Linked DNA regions of Mus musculus: regions 2, 3, 4 and 5 are each linked to region 1. The links are chromatin contacts, called in public Hi-C and promoter capture Hi-C maps. All regions are on one chromosome and are shown on one strand. Each heading gives the region's core, a stretch centred on a gene start, on an enhancer-like site or on the middle of the called end of the contact. The rest is flanking DNA. Distances are from core to core; before and after follow the strand shown.

Evidence for each region. Promoter capture Hi-C pulls out the DNA fragments that hold promoters and counts their contacts. A called contact is a pair of places that touch in the nucleus more often than the background predicts. Capture Hi-C pulls out chosen DNA fragments and counts their contacts.
Region 2: a contact with region 1 is called in a promoter capture Hi-C map of pre-B cells, with 11 times the contacts expected there. The contact joins the promoter of Fbxl5 here to the promoter of Ncapg in region 1. A contact is called at or near these places in 8 of 39 promoter capture datasets (cranial neural crest, embryonic stem cells, hippocampal neurons and 4 more), 5 of 484 Hi-C or Micro-C datasets (B cells, muscle stem cells, pre-B cells and 2 more), 1 of 115 datasets of contacts at active chromatin or transcription factors (astrocytes) and 1 of 9 other capture datasets (adipose tissue).
Region 3: a contact with region 1 is called in a Hi-C map of B cells, with 6 read pairs. The contact joins the enhancer-like site here to the promoter of Ncapg in region 1. A contact is called at or near these places in 6 of 39 promoter capture datasets (the 3T3-L1 cell line, the C10 cell line, cranial neural crest and 3 more), 3 of 484 Hi-C or Micro-C datasets (B cells, palatal mesenchyme and pro-B cells) and 3 of 115 datasets of contacts at active chromatin or transcription factors (astrocytes, large pre-B cells and pro-B cells).
Region 4: a contact with region 1 is called in a promoter capture Hi-C map of liver, with 2.9 times the contacts expected there. The contact joins the promoter of Cd38 here to the promoter of Ncapg in region 1. A contact is called at or near these places in 4 of 39 promoter capture datasets (the C10 cell line, embryonic stem cells, hippocampal neurons and 1 more), 1 of 484 Hi-C or Micro-C datasets (B cells), 2 of 115 datasets of contacts at active chromatin or transcription factors (pro-B cells and stem cell-derived neural progenitor cells) and 1 of 9 other capture datasets (liver).
Region 5: a promoter capture Hi-C map of frontonasal cranial neural crest shows a contact between it and region 1. The contact joins the promoter of Fgfbp1 here to the promoter of Ncapg in region 1. A contact is called at or near these places in 2 of 39 promoter capture datasets (frontonasal cranial neural crest and hippocampal neurons).

The regions. Positions count from the first base shown.
Region 1 is chr5:45,668,661-45,671,211 of GRCm38.p6, forward strand. Ncapg (non-SMC condensin I complex, subunit G) reads left to right here and starts at 1,265. Exons shown (of 21, transcript NM_019438.1): 1 at 1,265-1,473; 2 at 2,360-2,551. The coding sequence starts at 1,363. It overlaps 1600023N17Rik (RIKEN cDNA 1600023N17 gene), which reads right to left and starts at 1,048. Exons shown (of 1, transcript NR_073433.1): 1 at 41-1,048.
Region 2 is chr5:43,780,875-43,783,425 of GRCm38.p6, forward strand. Fbxl5 (F-box and leucine-rich repeat protein 5) reads right to left here and starts at 1,275. Exons shown (of 11, transcript NM_001159963.1): 1 at 1,091-1,275. The coding sequence starts at 1,174.
Region 3 is chr5:43,840,050-43,842,600 of GRCm38.p6, forward strand. It overlaps Bst1 (bone marrow stromal cell antigen 1), which reads left to right. Exons shown (of 9, transcript NM_009763.3): 8 at 382-441; 9 at 1,948-2,551. The coding sequence ends at 2,053. Among named protein-coding and RNA genes, the nearest start is that of Bst1, 22 kb to the left of the region's middle. Within about 2 kb of position 1,287, at least 86 of the 459 cell types and tissues checked have an H3K27ac peak or open chromatin away from gene starts, as enhancers often do. A contact at or near this core is called in B cells and pro-B cells, where this site is marked.
Region 4 is chr5:43,867,530-43,870,080 of GRCm38.p6, forward strand. Cd38 (CD38 antigen) reads left to right here and starts at 1,280. Exons shown (of 8, transcript NM_007646.5): 1 at 1,280-1,591. The coding sequence starts at 1,347.
Region 5 is chr5:43,980,532-43,983,082 of GRCm38.p6, forward strand. Fgfbp1 (fibroblast growth factor binding protein 1) reads right to left here and starts at 1,268. Exons shown (of 2, transcript NM_008009.4): 1 at 1,182-1,268.

The sequences.
Region 1 (2,551 bases), core at 15-2,514:
GTCTGTTTACATAAAAAACAAATGACACACACACACATATTGGTTCTCATCTTATTATCATTTATTTAAAGTTTTATTTATCTTGTATGTGTGGTACATGCATGTTTAGGTCAGAGACAGACATTGAGTGTTTTCACTGATTACTTTAGACCTTACTGTTTGAGAAAGGCTCTCAGCCACCCTGAAGCTTGCTACTTTGGCAGATCAATGAGCCTAAGATCCACTGTCTGGCTCTCAGCACCCTCAAGTGCTAGGACTACATACAAATGTTAACATCTGGTGTTTGTATGTGAAATATCACATGTGACTTCAGATCCTCATGTGTGTTCAGCAAGCACTTTACCCATGAATCATTATCTCCCCAGGTCCTCTAGGGATTCCCAGAGTACCTACAGAACAACATAGTCTGGAGGCAGCCCTCTTCCTGATACGTGTCACCAATGTAGATTTCCAGTACAGACGGAATAGGTGGCTGCATTTATGTTTCCCAAGTCATCAAGCAACACACCAAGTAAGTTTCCCGGTTTTGGAGTGGTATGTCCTATGTCCCAGGTGAGGCATTTAGAAATAATTTTATATATCCAGCACGCGATCTTAGTCAAGACCCCCAAATTCCTTTTATACTGTCTGCGTTCTCCTCTGCTTAGCAGAGTTGTTAGGCAGATTTGTCAAGCACATCCGTCACGCTGGAGCATCTCCAAGCGGCTGCAGCCTAAACTGACCCTGCCTTTCTCTTCCCAGTCCCCCAGACTGTCTCATCGCGGACGGGCAGTTCCCGCCCGGACCCACGGGGTCCGAAGGACTGCGGAGGCCCTCGTCCAGGACGCCCTCGGAAAGTTTGACATCCCCAAGCCCCGGGCGGGCTCCGTACGACATCTCCCAAACGACTCCTTCGCTCGGGATTTACCCGTTCTCAGCCAGTCGCTGCGGCAGTCCTCCGCTTTCTCCCTTCACTCCCAACCACAAGATCCCGCAAGGCACCGAAGGCCACCAGTTTAATTCAGAAAGCTGAACGCCCACTTCAGGCGCGCTCCTCCACAGCACTACTTCCGGCCCCGCCCATGCCTCCCATACAAACACCTTTTCCTATTGGGAGAGCGGCAGGCCACACCCCAGGCGTCCCAGCAGCGGGGCGGAGCGGAGGGTGGAGTCAGCTCCGGGACCCTCAGGTCTCCGCTCTCCGACCCTCCCTCCGGCGGAAGTCTCGCGAGATCTCATCCTCCCGCGATAGTTGTTTGAAAACTCTGGCGCTAACCCGTCACTCGGAGCCTTGCAGGGCTAGGGTGTCGGAAGCCGCGGGAAACTGAGTCCTCCTCGGATCGCGAACCACAGTCTCTCTCGGGCAGTTCCCGTCCCGGCGCCATGGCAGCGCAGAAGAAGCGGCTTTCTGTGAAGGAGGCGTTTCAGCTGGCGCAGCAGCCGCACCAGAACCAGGCGAAGCTGGTGGTGGCGCTGAGCCGCACGTACGGCGCGGTAAGCGGCCTGGCTTCGGCTTCCGGGCTTCGCCTTCTGCCCTTGCGCGCCCCGCGACGGAGGGATGGGATCCGAGGCTCGCCCGAGGTCTCCCGGCCACAGCCAGTGAGCAGAACGCCCGGCGTCGGCCACACGCAGTCACCCGTCTTCTCCATCCTCATCCCGCCAGGGGATGCGGGGAGTTATCCGTTATCCTCAGTTCCTCAGTGACTTGTTGATCTGCGCAGGGAATCTCAGACGCCTTTATTTCCTTGGAGGTCTCTGGTTCATCTCAGGCAATCGATGAAGTTGTTTCAACCAACTCCTAAGCTTTAAAACCACCTTCATTTCACCAGCTAGGGAAACCATAAGCACCCAGTCTTTCCCGTACATGGCAATTGTGTGTCGAGTGTAGCGGCGGGGAATTACTGGACAGCGAATGTGAGGAAGATACATTGTTTTGGAGTTCACGGAAAGTTAAGGACATATAAAAGTGATCAAGGGTAGGGAGCAAAATGTGTAAGTTATGACAGAAGGAAATTGACGGATGCTAGGAAGGCCTAAGTAAAATAAACACAAAGCTGTTGATTTTGAGTCATTTATGGCGAAGCTTGTTTTGCATTAATCCGGTAAGAAAAATACCGATAATCCAAAGGCGTTGAGAGAAAAATGAGATAATTTTGCACTGTTCAGATTTATGCTTTGTGTTTTCTCAGAGGTACAAATTATATACTGAAGAGAAGTTTGTGCGGATATATTTTCCCTTCCTTGATTTGGATAATTGATAGTTTATTAAGAAACCTTAGAGTTTAACCTAAGGGTAACACTTTCAGCAGTATTATGGCAGTGTTGGGAATAAAGAATTTTTATTAATGCAGCTTCTGGAGGCGTTTCTTCTCTCTTTCAGATGGATGATAAAACAGCTTTTCAGGAGGAGTTTATTCATTACCTTAAGTATGCTATGGTGGTATATAAGCGTGAACCTGCCGTGGAGAGGGTCATGGACTTCACAGCCAAGTTTGTTACTTCATTTCACCAGTCTGATGAGGAAGAAGAGGAGGAAGAGAACGATGGTGGCATTTTAAATTATTTGTTTACT
Region 2 (2,551 bases), core at 25-2,524, 1.9 Mb before region 1:
TAGGACTAACTGGGTTTGAGTTTATTGGTTTGTTTGTTTTTCTTTTCCCAAAATGGAGGGAGAGGACTGTGCAGCCAAGATGCTAAGATCCTACACTTCAAATTGCTGGTCTTCCCGTGGCCTACCAGGGAAGACATTGGCCTCCTTCCTAGCACCTCTCCAGATTGAAAGACAACTCTTGTTTGCTGTTAATAGTGGTGCTAATTCCACGTAATCTCTGATAATTCAATTTATTTTTACGTTTAAGTTAATAATTACTTAACAGCTATTTATTTGGTTCACCTTTTTTGCAAAACATATGACTGCCCAGAATTTACTCATATATGATCTTCCGAACATAAAGTGACAATTCAGAGTTTTCAGCATCATTAGAAAAAGGTTCCCAACTCATCTTCACAAGAGTGCTTCTTCAACTTCGGCTACACCCATTAAAAGTCCAAAGTGAGTTCCACTGCAAGGCAACTTTTCCTAGGGGCCCCTCTCATTTGCTTCCAGTAAAAAGTCCAACAGAGGAACAAATTCTACAAGGAATAAAGTATCCAGGAAAAATAAAAACTGGAAGGAAAAAAAGAGTAACCAGGAAAGAGGAGTGCAGGTCTTCCCAGTCCGTGTACCGGGCTTGTGTACGGAACCAAACCAGTGCAAAGCAGGCAGGTAAAATAAGCCTGCTCCAGGGGCTGCAAGACGCTGCCTGTGGAGCCAGGAAGCAAGTCAAGAGGTCCAGAGAGAGGATGCAGTGTTTGCAGAGCGACTAAAAGAGCCCGAAGGGACCGGGCGAGCGGTGCTGTGGCTGCGAGTAACCGCAGAAGCGGCCTGCGGACGGGGAGCGGGCACCCCGCGGGCGGCCGAGCCGGACGGCCGGGAGCGCCCCTCACCCCGGCACAGGTCAGTCCCGCGAGCGCTCGTCCCAGGCCGCGGCCAGCGCGGGCTCCCGGGACCCCGGTGGGAAGGTTCGGGAGCCGCGCGGGTGCCGGGGCGCGGGCGACGGGCTCGCGCGGCGCCAACGCGGGGGTTGCGGGAGGCACGCAGGCCAGGCCTCCCGGAACCCGGCCGCTCCTCCGCGGCCGCCCTCCGCCCCGCGCTCCTTTACCTTGTCGCAGTAGCGCCCCACCAGCTGCTTCATCCGCCAGTGCGGGGCGGTGAAGACGTCCACTTCATCGGGGAAGGGCGCCATCGCCACTGCCTCAGCGTCCGCCTCAGCAGCCGCGGCCGCCGCCTCTCCATAGACACCCTCGCCGCGGGGCAGAGGCGGCGCGCCCCCCTGCGCATGCGCCCGCCCCGTCGGCGCGCGCGCCCGGGCGGTTCCGCGGGGCCGTGACGCGGGGGCGCGCGGGCCGCCGCCATGCGGTGCCGCGGCCCACGTGACCGGCGCGCGCGCTGAGGCGCCCAGAGCTCTCTCCTCCGGTGGGCATGGTCGTCCCTGGTCCCTTGCGTTACATCTCTTAAAAAATCGCACTGTCCCAGGGCGAGGGTCTTCAAGGGCGCTTCTCCGGGTGCCTGGCCTTGAGGCAGGGACCTGCGTGACCAGATCGAGCCTGCGTGCTCTGGACGGGCGGGCTGTGCGCGCGCCGAGCCCTCAGCCGCCTTTGCTGCCTCGTTCGGGTTTTGCTAGGCCTGGGATGCTGGCTCTGGGCCTAGCATGGCCTCTCCCCTGCGGCTGAGAGCTGGGGACCTGGCAGCCCCTCCTCACCCCTCCTGGCACGGAGCAGAGTGGGATGGTGGCCCTGGGGAACTGGAAACACCAGAGGGAGGACCAACACCTCAGATCAGGAACGACAGTCCCAGAGCGGCCAGATGAGCCTGCGGGGGTTTGGGGGGGGTGGGGGGGGCGGGGAGCCATCATGGCTGTCTAGTAGGGAGAGAGCCTTAGCACAAATCCCGCCATTTTAAGCCGAGGAGGCTCAGACAGGAAGAAAGGGCCATAAATGAGGTCACTGCCTAGAGAAAGGCCAGTGCACGTCACCTGTCCTCATCTAAGCCCTCCAGTAGACTTTTCCCAAGTATCAGAGCCGGCTCTCACCCCGTGGCTTTAGAATTCGTGGAAAAATGGGAGAAACACGGGCAAGGCTGAGAACCTGGGAAGGGTGTGTCGTTTTCTCAACAACCATAAACTTTGAACAGTAAGCAGAAGATATGCTACATTATTCACCTTTGTATTTCCTACCCCAAATTCATGTCAATGGTTAAAAGGAACCAGACTCTCAGAAAATGAATAAAAAGATACTTCTATTAGTGCAGCTAGTTCTGGTTACCTTTTGATATTAACATGCAAATTGAGCTGGAAAACAGACTCTGGAGATGAAGCTTAGGTTCATGGTTTCACCAAACTCTAGTTGTACTAACCTTGGAGAGCGACCTGACTTCTGTGTTCTGACCGCAGTATTCTCTTATGTAAAATGAGATGAGGGGAATAAATAACCTACTTCATAAGATTTTAAGGAAAACGGAGTACGTGTATTTTTGAAGTGCTAATAGGAATACCTCATCACGAATACTCCCTGTAAACAATGTTAGAGAAAACAGCTATGACAAAGGAAATTAAGACATTGCC
Region 3 (2,551 bases), core at 37-2,536, 1.8 Mb before region 1:
GTTGAGGGTCGGATGGTATGACCTAAATAAAACACAGACAATATTTGTGGAACATAGTAAGTGCTGGATAAATGCTACCTGTTGTGAGAAGGGTGCTGAGACAGGGTCACTCTGTATAGCTCTGGCTGTCCTGAAACTTTCTATGAAGACCAGGCTGGCCTCAAACTTACAGAGATTTGCCTGCCTCTGCTTCCCTCTCTAGTGCTGGGACTAAAGGTGTGAGTCACCAGTCCCAGCCTAGCCAGTATTGTTTATAAAGGAGGAAACTGTAGGCTCTTCAAAGATGTGTTTTGTGTTCCAAGCGCTTTGCAACCACATCATAGGTGTTTAACTCGAAGGAGTGATTTGGATAATCTCTTAAGTACGGTTTTTCTTCTGTAGACCAGTGAAGTTCTTAATGTGTGTGGACCACAGCACTCACCCCGACTGTATCATGAACTCGTAAGTAAATGGCCTGAATCAACACAGGTGAACTGTAGTCTGATTGTCCATCCATTTCCTAAATAGCTCACTGCGGAGCAGGTCATTTCTGCACTGTAGCCTCTCAGTCTCTGGTTAAATTGTCGCAAGTTCCACAGACATCTGCCAGCTGAGCTAACTTCCCAGACGGCCCAACACCATACTCTACCTAGCACACTTCAGCAGACAATTCTAGAGGTGGGGCCACAGGGCGACCTTGGACCTTTTCCTTCTTAATCTTAATTTATTTTGTGAAAGATTAATATACATGCTAGAAACAAAGTTTGCGATTATTAAAAGGGTCAGGAGAACAAACACTGTTATTTTTTTATTCTTATATGATCCAGCTTTTTTTTTTTAAAGCTCAGAGTAGGTAGACCATAACTTCTATATTCTTGTGTGTCCTTATAGAGTAAGATATTCCTGTCACAGCACATGTGTGCATTCATACACACACATGGTCATGTACCCACATAACACACATAGATCTCTCATATAAGTTATAATAAATGATAATATAGATAAGATTCTGGGGTTTGTTTTCTTTTTCTCTTAACAGTATGTCTTGGAGATGTTCCTATATTTTTTTAAGGAATTGATTCTAGGGCTAGAGATATGCTGTCCCAGAGGATCTAGGGATGATACCCTACATTCACACGGTGGCTCACAACCATCTTTGACTCTGAAATGTGTCAAACCAACACGTCTAGCATAGACCCAGAAACATAGTGCATAAACTGAATATAGAAATGCAATATAGACATAAACAGAATCAGAACTGCAACTATAGTGAATGTCCAGTAGAGGGCGCCATTGGCTAGTAAAGAAGGGGCTTCAGCTTCCTAAGGAAGTTGGTAAGATACGTGGCCACTAACAAGTCCAGATCGATGGGTCTTGATTCTGAACCAAGATAAGATAGTTTTATTATTTTTTAAATTCACCTTTTAACTGGTTGAAAAGAATTCAGTAATTTCTATTTCAAAAACTCAGAAGGTCAGATCTTATCTAGTTTAAATGAGATTTGGCCAGGGCCTCTGCTCAGTGTTTTAAAGTCAGAACAAGATTTTCTTAATCAGCTAAACTCTGATGATACACTATTCACCAATAAGGAACTTGGCTAACACTCTAGAACATTTGTAAAATAGAAATGCATACACAAGGAAACATGAATTGACTCTGTGTGTGTGCCGGCATGAACTGTGTCCAAGTGCCAAGAGGTGGTGTCAGGCAAAGGAAGCAAATAGCATTCTGTGTGTTTACATAAAGAGGGGTGTGTGTGTGTGTGTGTGTGTGTGTGTGTGTACATGCGTGTGCTGTCTTCCTTGGGAGGACAACTGACATTATTAACTGTGGTTCGATGGGAATAGAGTGATTAAGAATTTTTACTTTCACTTTATGAGCGTTCTGTTCTATCCACACGTTTCTGTGGCGTGCATTGTGATTTTTGTCACACACTCATGTTGTCTCTATTTCTCTTATTCTCTTTAGAGCCTCAGCATCTATGCGGAGGGAGAGCGCATCTCTTCATGCAATAGGAGACGCCAGCCTTCTCATTTCTCTCTTAGTAGCTTTGGCTTCAAGTTCTCAGGCGTGACTAGAAAATCCCCACAGGGTTCTAACAGAAGCCAGCCTTGCAGCAACCCTTGAGTAGTCCACTGTCCTGTGTAAACTAAGGAAACCCACTGTCTCAAGACAAACCCTTCTAGAAAAACAATGTAACCAGACGGTAATCCAGTTGTATTTACACTCATGATTCAAGAAACAAGGCATTCATCTAGTCCTGCTTAGCAGACAGAAGTTGCTACTGTGGAGTTAAAGTTATTATCTCTTATTTGATAATGGTACAAAGCACTGAGACCTGGAGAATAGTTTAATCTTAAATAATTAAATGTATTTATGGAAGCATCTGTATTTTTTATTTTCTGTATTTTCTTGTGTTTCAAATGATACAACACGTGTTTGTTAAGAGCTTCAATTACATGTACAGCATATAAAGGTATACATATATAGATGTTATGCAAAGATGTATATCTAAAGATGTCTATTTAATGGCTACTTATGATAAGGAAATAACCCAAAATGTCAAGCACAC
Region 4 (2,551 bases), core at 30-2,529, 1.8 Mb before region 1:
GTGAGGAAGTCTGGTGGGGTGGGGGGTAGGGATAGGGGTGGGGACATCCTCTTGGAGAGGGGGTGGGGAGGAGGAGGTGAGGGAATGTACCAGGAGGGAGATGAAGTCTGGACTGTAAAAAAAGATTAAAGAATGTATTTTTAAAAAAGAAAAAGAAAACACAGGAAAAAAAAGAAAGAGAGGGAGAGAGGCACACAAAATGAATAAGCAAAATGACAGCAAACGTTTAAAAAAAAATGAAATGCACAGTCTAAAAAAGTCCTCCTGACATACGGAGCTGCAGAGACTTACTCTCCTGCTGCCTTCGGAAGGATTCTCTGTCATCCTGTAGTATAGCTGCAATGCTGCTTTCCCGCATCTTAAAACAGAACAAGGGGCTTTCCTGCCCCAGCTCTTGCATCCAGTACCCTCTGCCTGAAAAGTGTCCCGTGAAAATCCTGTGTCATGATCCATTCTGTGACAAGTCTCTGTTTAAGCAGAAGAGTGCGGGGTCTTCTTGGGAAGGAGAGCCAGGAAGAGCCTTTGTATTTGGGGTTCCCATGTGGGATGAAGTATTACTGCACATGAGATGGGTTGCGAGCATCCTATCAACTCTAAAATCCTACCTTTGTCAACCCCCTAGAGTAAGCAGCAATAACTTACATTTATTGAGTAATCGGTTGTTATGTCTTAGGGATTATGCTAAACACCTAGGAGGTATTAAGCCATCTAATCAAAGCAAGCTTTGATGTAATGAATGTGAGGCTCTGCTCACATCTATCTAGTTCAGAGAGGTAAGTTTATCTTAACAGCACTTTACCATCTGGGGCTGGGTTTGAACTGATACCTCCTGAGAAGAGGGGCAGAGTAAAGCTGAGACTTTAAAGATACTTGGGCAGGATTTTTATCAAAGCTCAGAAGTAGAGGTAAGCAGGCCATTCATTGCCAGGCATTTGGGTGAACAGAGAGAGAGAGGGAGGGAGGAGAGGGAGAGGGAGAATAATTTTACACACACACATACACACACACCTGAGCATAAGTAGCAAACATGTCAAGTGTCAAGGTTGTTGGTCAGGAGTATTCTGAAGCTGTTGTTTGTGTACCAGCAGAGGCTAAAGTGCTGTCTTCTCTTGGAGAGAGAGGTTCTGGTCAGTTTGCTCTGGAGTCTGGAAGTAAGCAGTTGGAGTGCCTGTTGACAACCCAAGAGCCTTATTAGTCCAGTCACCTCCGTGGAACTTTGGAGCAGGAGTAGGGGGTGGGAAAGGAAGCAGATAAAAGCAAGTGAAAAAAAGGAGGAGGGGCAGGCTCTGACCCAGTCAGCCCTGTGCTCTCTTCCTGCCTAGCCTGGGCCAGTCTTCGGGAGCCCAATGGCTAACTATGAATTTAGCCAGGTGTCTGGGGACAGACCTGGCTGCCGCCTCTCTAGGAAAGCCCAGATCGGTCTCGGAGTGGGTCTCCTGGTCCTGATCGCCTTGGTAGTAGGGATCGTGGTCATACTTCTGAGGCCGCGCTCACTCCTGGTGTGGACTGGAGAGCCTACCACGAAGCACTTTTCTGACATCTTCCTGGGACGCTGCCTCATCTACACTCAGATCCTCCGGCCGGAGATGAGGTGAGTTGGCTTCTGAGGCTCACTCTAGGCACAGTGCGCAGCGGGACACCGGGGAAGCAGGCTGTGACTCAGCTGGAGCTCTCGCGGCGGGGGGGAATCTTCCAGATTGTCCCAAACAAAGAATCTTGTGTTGTGGATCAGCTGGAAGCCGAAGGGCAGTGCTGAGCGGAAGGTCTCCTGTTCAAGTTACCAGAACACCGCCTGCACAATGCCTCCTCCGTTTTGGCAGTGTCTGTGATGGGGGCGCCGATCCTTGCTGAGCTCTGCAAAGATGCTCGCTTCCCACAGAGGGTCCTGAACTCTGAAGGAACCCTTAGGGCTATCTTTGGCCACAGCCATGCTTCTGGGACAAAGATTACTCTCAGGCACAGGAACTTCACATTGTCTTTTGGCTTGTGGTTTCCATCAGACACCGCCCCTGCCCAGAAAGTTAAGGTCACAGGCGACATTTAACTAGGTGGCTTGCTCAGCTTGCTGTGGGGGTGGAAGGGGCCAGGAGGATTTTTGTGAATTCAAGGTTAACAAGGGCTGCACAGCAACATTGTAAATTCCAGGACAAGCTTGGGTTACAAAGAGAGACCTGACTCAAAATAAGTTAATTAATTTTAATTAATTACAACACAAAGAAAACAAAAAACAAGCCCAAACAGCATCCTGGTCTTTTTTTTTTTTTGCACCTGATCATTAATAAAAACAAAACAAGACAGACTGTCAAAACTGAAATATTACTCATCAGGTAAGCGAAATCCACTTGGTGATCCTGTGTAGACCCTTGGGAACATCATCTTCATTGGTCAATAGAGTCAGCCCATAGAACCCCTTCCACCCACTACCTGCCCCAGAGGGAATGATTTATGTTGCTTCTCCCTGGCATCATTTTAACGTAGAACTGATTTCTGAAGTCAAACAGAAAGCCCAGCAGGCTGGGAAGGCACACGCAGAAACCCAACTTCACATTCT
Region 5 (2,551 bases), core at 18-2,517, 1.7 Mb before region 1:
GTTAAACATGCACAGGGTTTGACATACTGGGCTGGGTGTGGCTGTGTGAAGAGAAGGGGAAAGTCATGAGGAAGAGTCCCAGGAAGGCAGGGAGGTGGGGGAGGCCACTGACCTTGATGGGGCCAACTTGAAACAGGGTGGAGAGGGATGAGATCGTATAGACTGCAAGGTGGAAAGTAAGGATCATGACTGAGTTCAATGGCATAATGCCAGGCATACAGGGAGTATTTATTCAATGCCTTTTTTTTTTTTTACATCTATAACAAAAATAAAATGACTTTCAAATTAAATGACATAGTTTCTACCAGGTATAAAGCTACAGATAATGGCAGAGGAGGCACACGTGATTGTTTGCCAACTCCTAGGTGTTAAGCAGTGCCTTAGCATTTGATTCTCACCCCTCTTAATATACACCCTCAGGCAACCTCTGGGACAGCTAGGGCTCAGACAGATAAGCAAGTTTGCCCCTTGATGGGCAAAGACGGTGGTCTGGAAAGGCAGAGTGTGTCTCCCTTTCTGTCAGTCCTTAGTGCTCACTTCTTGCTTTCTGCCTTTATTCTAACTCTTTAGAAAATAGCAAAAAGAAACAACGGGCTGCACAAGATTTGGTATGGTACCAAACACGATCACCAGATGGTTCTTTTAAAAACATTAAATCTATGCTTTTAAAAAAAAATTGAGAACTTTTTGTCTGAAAGGTAGGAAAAACCCAGGAAAGCACCACAATTTCATTTCTGCCCATGTGGAAGTAAGAAAAGGAAAAGGCCCCAAGAGAGTTTAGACTAAAGCGTGGCTGAGACTGGAGGCTGAAAGAGCCAGGGACAGACCTGTTTCTCCTGGCACGGTGACATAGCTTTCATGTTCCCATAATGTGGTCTGGACCCAAGGAGGTCCAGGGGCTAAGAAGTAGATAAAATAACTCTTAAGAGGGGACTGGCAGGAGGGCCCTGAGGATGGAGGCACTTGCCAGGCAGGCATGATGACCTGAGTTCGATGCTCAGAACCCATGTAAAGGTGGAAGTTGGGAATCAGCTTCTTTTTACATGTTATCCTCTGCTGTAGGCATATAAGCCCCCCATCTTTAAAATCATACATACTAATTAATAATAACAATAATGATTTTATGTATGTATTTGTACACACACACACACACACGAAATGTTTAAAAGAGCCAGGCTCACCTTTCTGTGAGTGTGCAGATCCAGGTGTACTGGGGAATGCAGGCTTCCAGTCCTCACGCTGGGGTGCAGGTTGTACTATTTATACAGGAGCTCAAGTGGCTTTTACAACTCACATACTTTATTCACGCTCCTCCCAGCCACACCCCTCAGGGAGAGCCAGTCCTGGAGGGAAGGTACTGGGTGGAATCCAATGGCTGGGGGGGGTTGCATTTGCTGCAAGCCCTCCTCCTTGGAAGCCCTTCCTTTCCCATCCAGCAGCGATCTTTCTGTAAGAACAGAGGAAAGGGCCCATTTCCTCTAGTGCCTTTCCATATTCTCTCCAGCGACTCTTCCCATTTCATAGACAGAGAGATTTGCTCTTAATAGTAAAGGGGTCAGGATTCACAGAGCTGGTGTTTTACACTCAGGACTCCTAATGTCCGTGGTCTGATCTCTTCCCACCTGGCTGGCTTCAGGCAATATTTGGAAAGTGAGTGACTGAAGTTGCTGAAATCTGACTCTGAGTTCCTGGTTGCTGAGAGCCAGCTGGATCTACTGTGTAGGCAGGTGAATCGGTGGGCCCCAGGGGTGGTGGAGAGATAACTCTCCACTATGGAATTTCATTTGAAAATAATTGATTCCAGGTCATCAGAGAGAGTGTTCATAGATCATCGTGTTGCAGGTAGAGTCTCACTCTGGATACATCTAGGTAGGGGATCCTGGCCACAGCAAGCATCGAATTTATTGACAGTCCACACTCTCTAATCTCAGTCTCCAACCCCTACTGTGGCTACTTTGTGCACAGTACAGCGCTTAACAACAGCATCTCCCTGCATGAAGCCCACTGAAGTCTTTCCTGGTGCTGAGCTGTTTAGATTTCCTATTGAGATCTTAAGCTGTTTTCTTGGAAAACAGGCATTTGTATGAGAGTGTGTCCTTTGTGTGCGTGTCCTTTTTGAATTTGGTGTTTCTCATTAGATTGGTAATTTGTCATTGCTTAAATTCTTTATCCAAGAGTTGAAATAACAAATGCACCCTGGCTTTTGGTGACCTGAGTGAAGAGCACAATGAATTTAACTGATGAATTGCTAGTTGCACCACCAGTGAAGGCTGGTGACTGAATACCTTTCTCATCCAGGCTGGTTGGTCAGTGGGAAAGAATATCATATTCAAAGCTGGTTTTAGTCACATGCTTTTCATACATAACTGCTTGTCCTGAGGCCAACAGCAAGTGTTTGAGTGGGTGTGTTTGAGCTCCGAGGTTAGTTTTAGCTAAGAGCAATACTATTAAGCCATCCTAACCATCAACCCACCCACCTCTCTGGAATTGACCTCATGAACAGAAGAAAATGCTGAGTCACTTCACTAAAGCAGTGTCAACCTATTGGTCA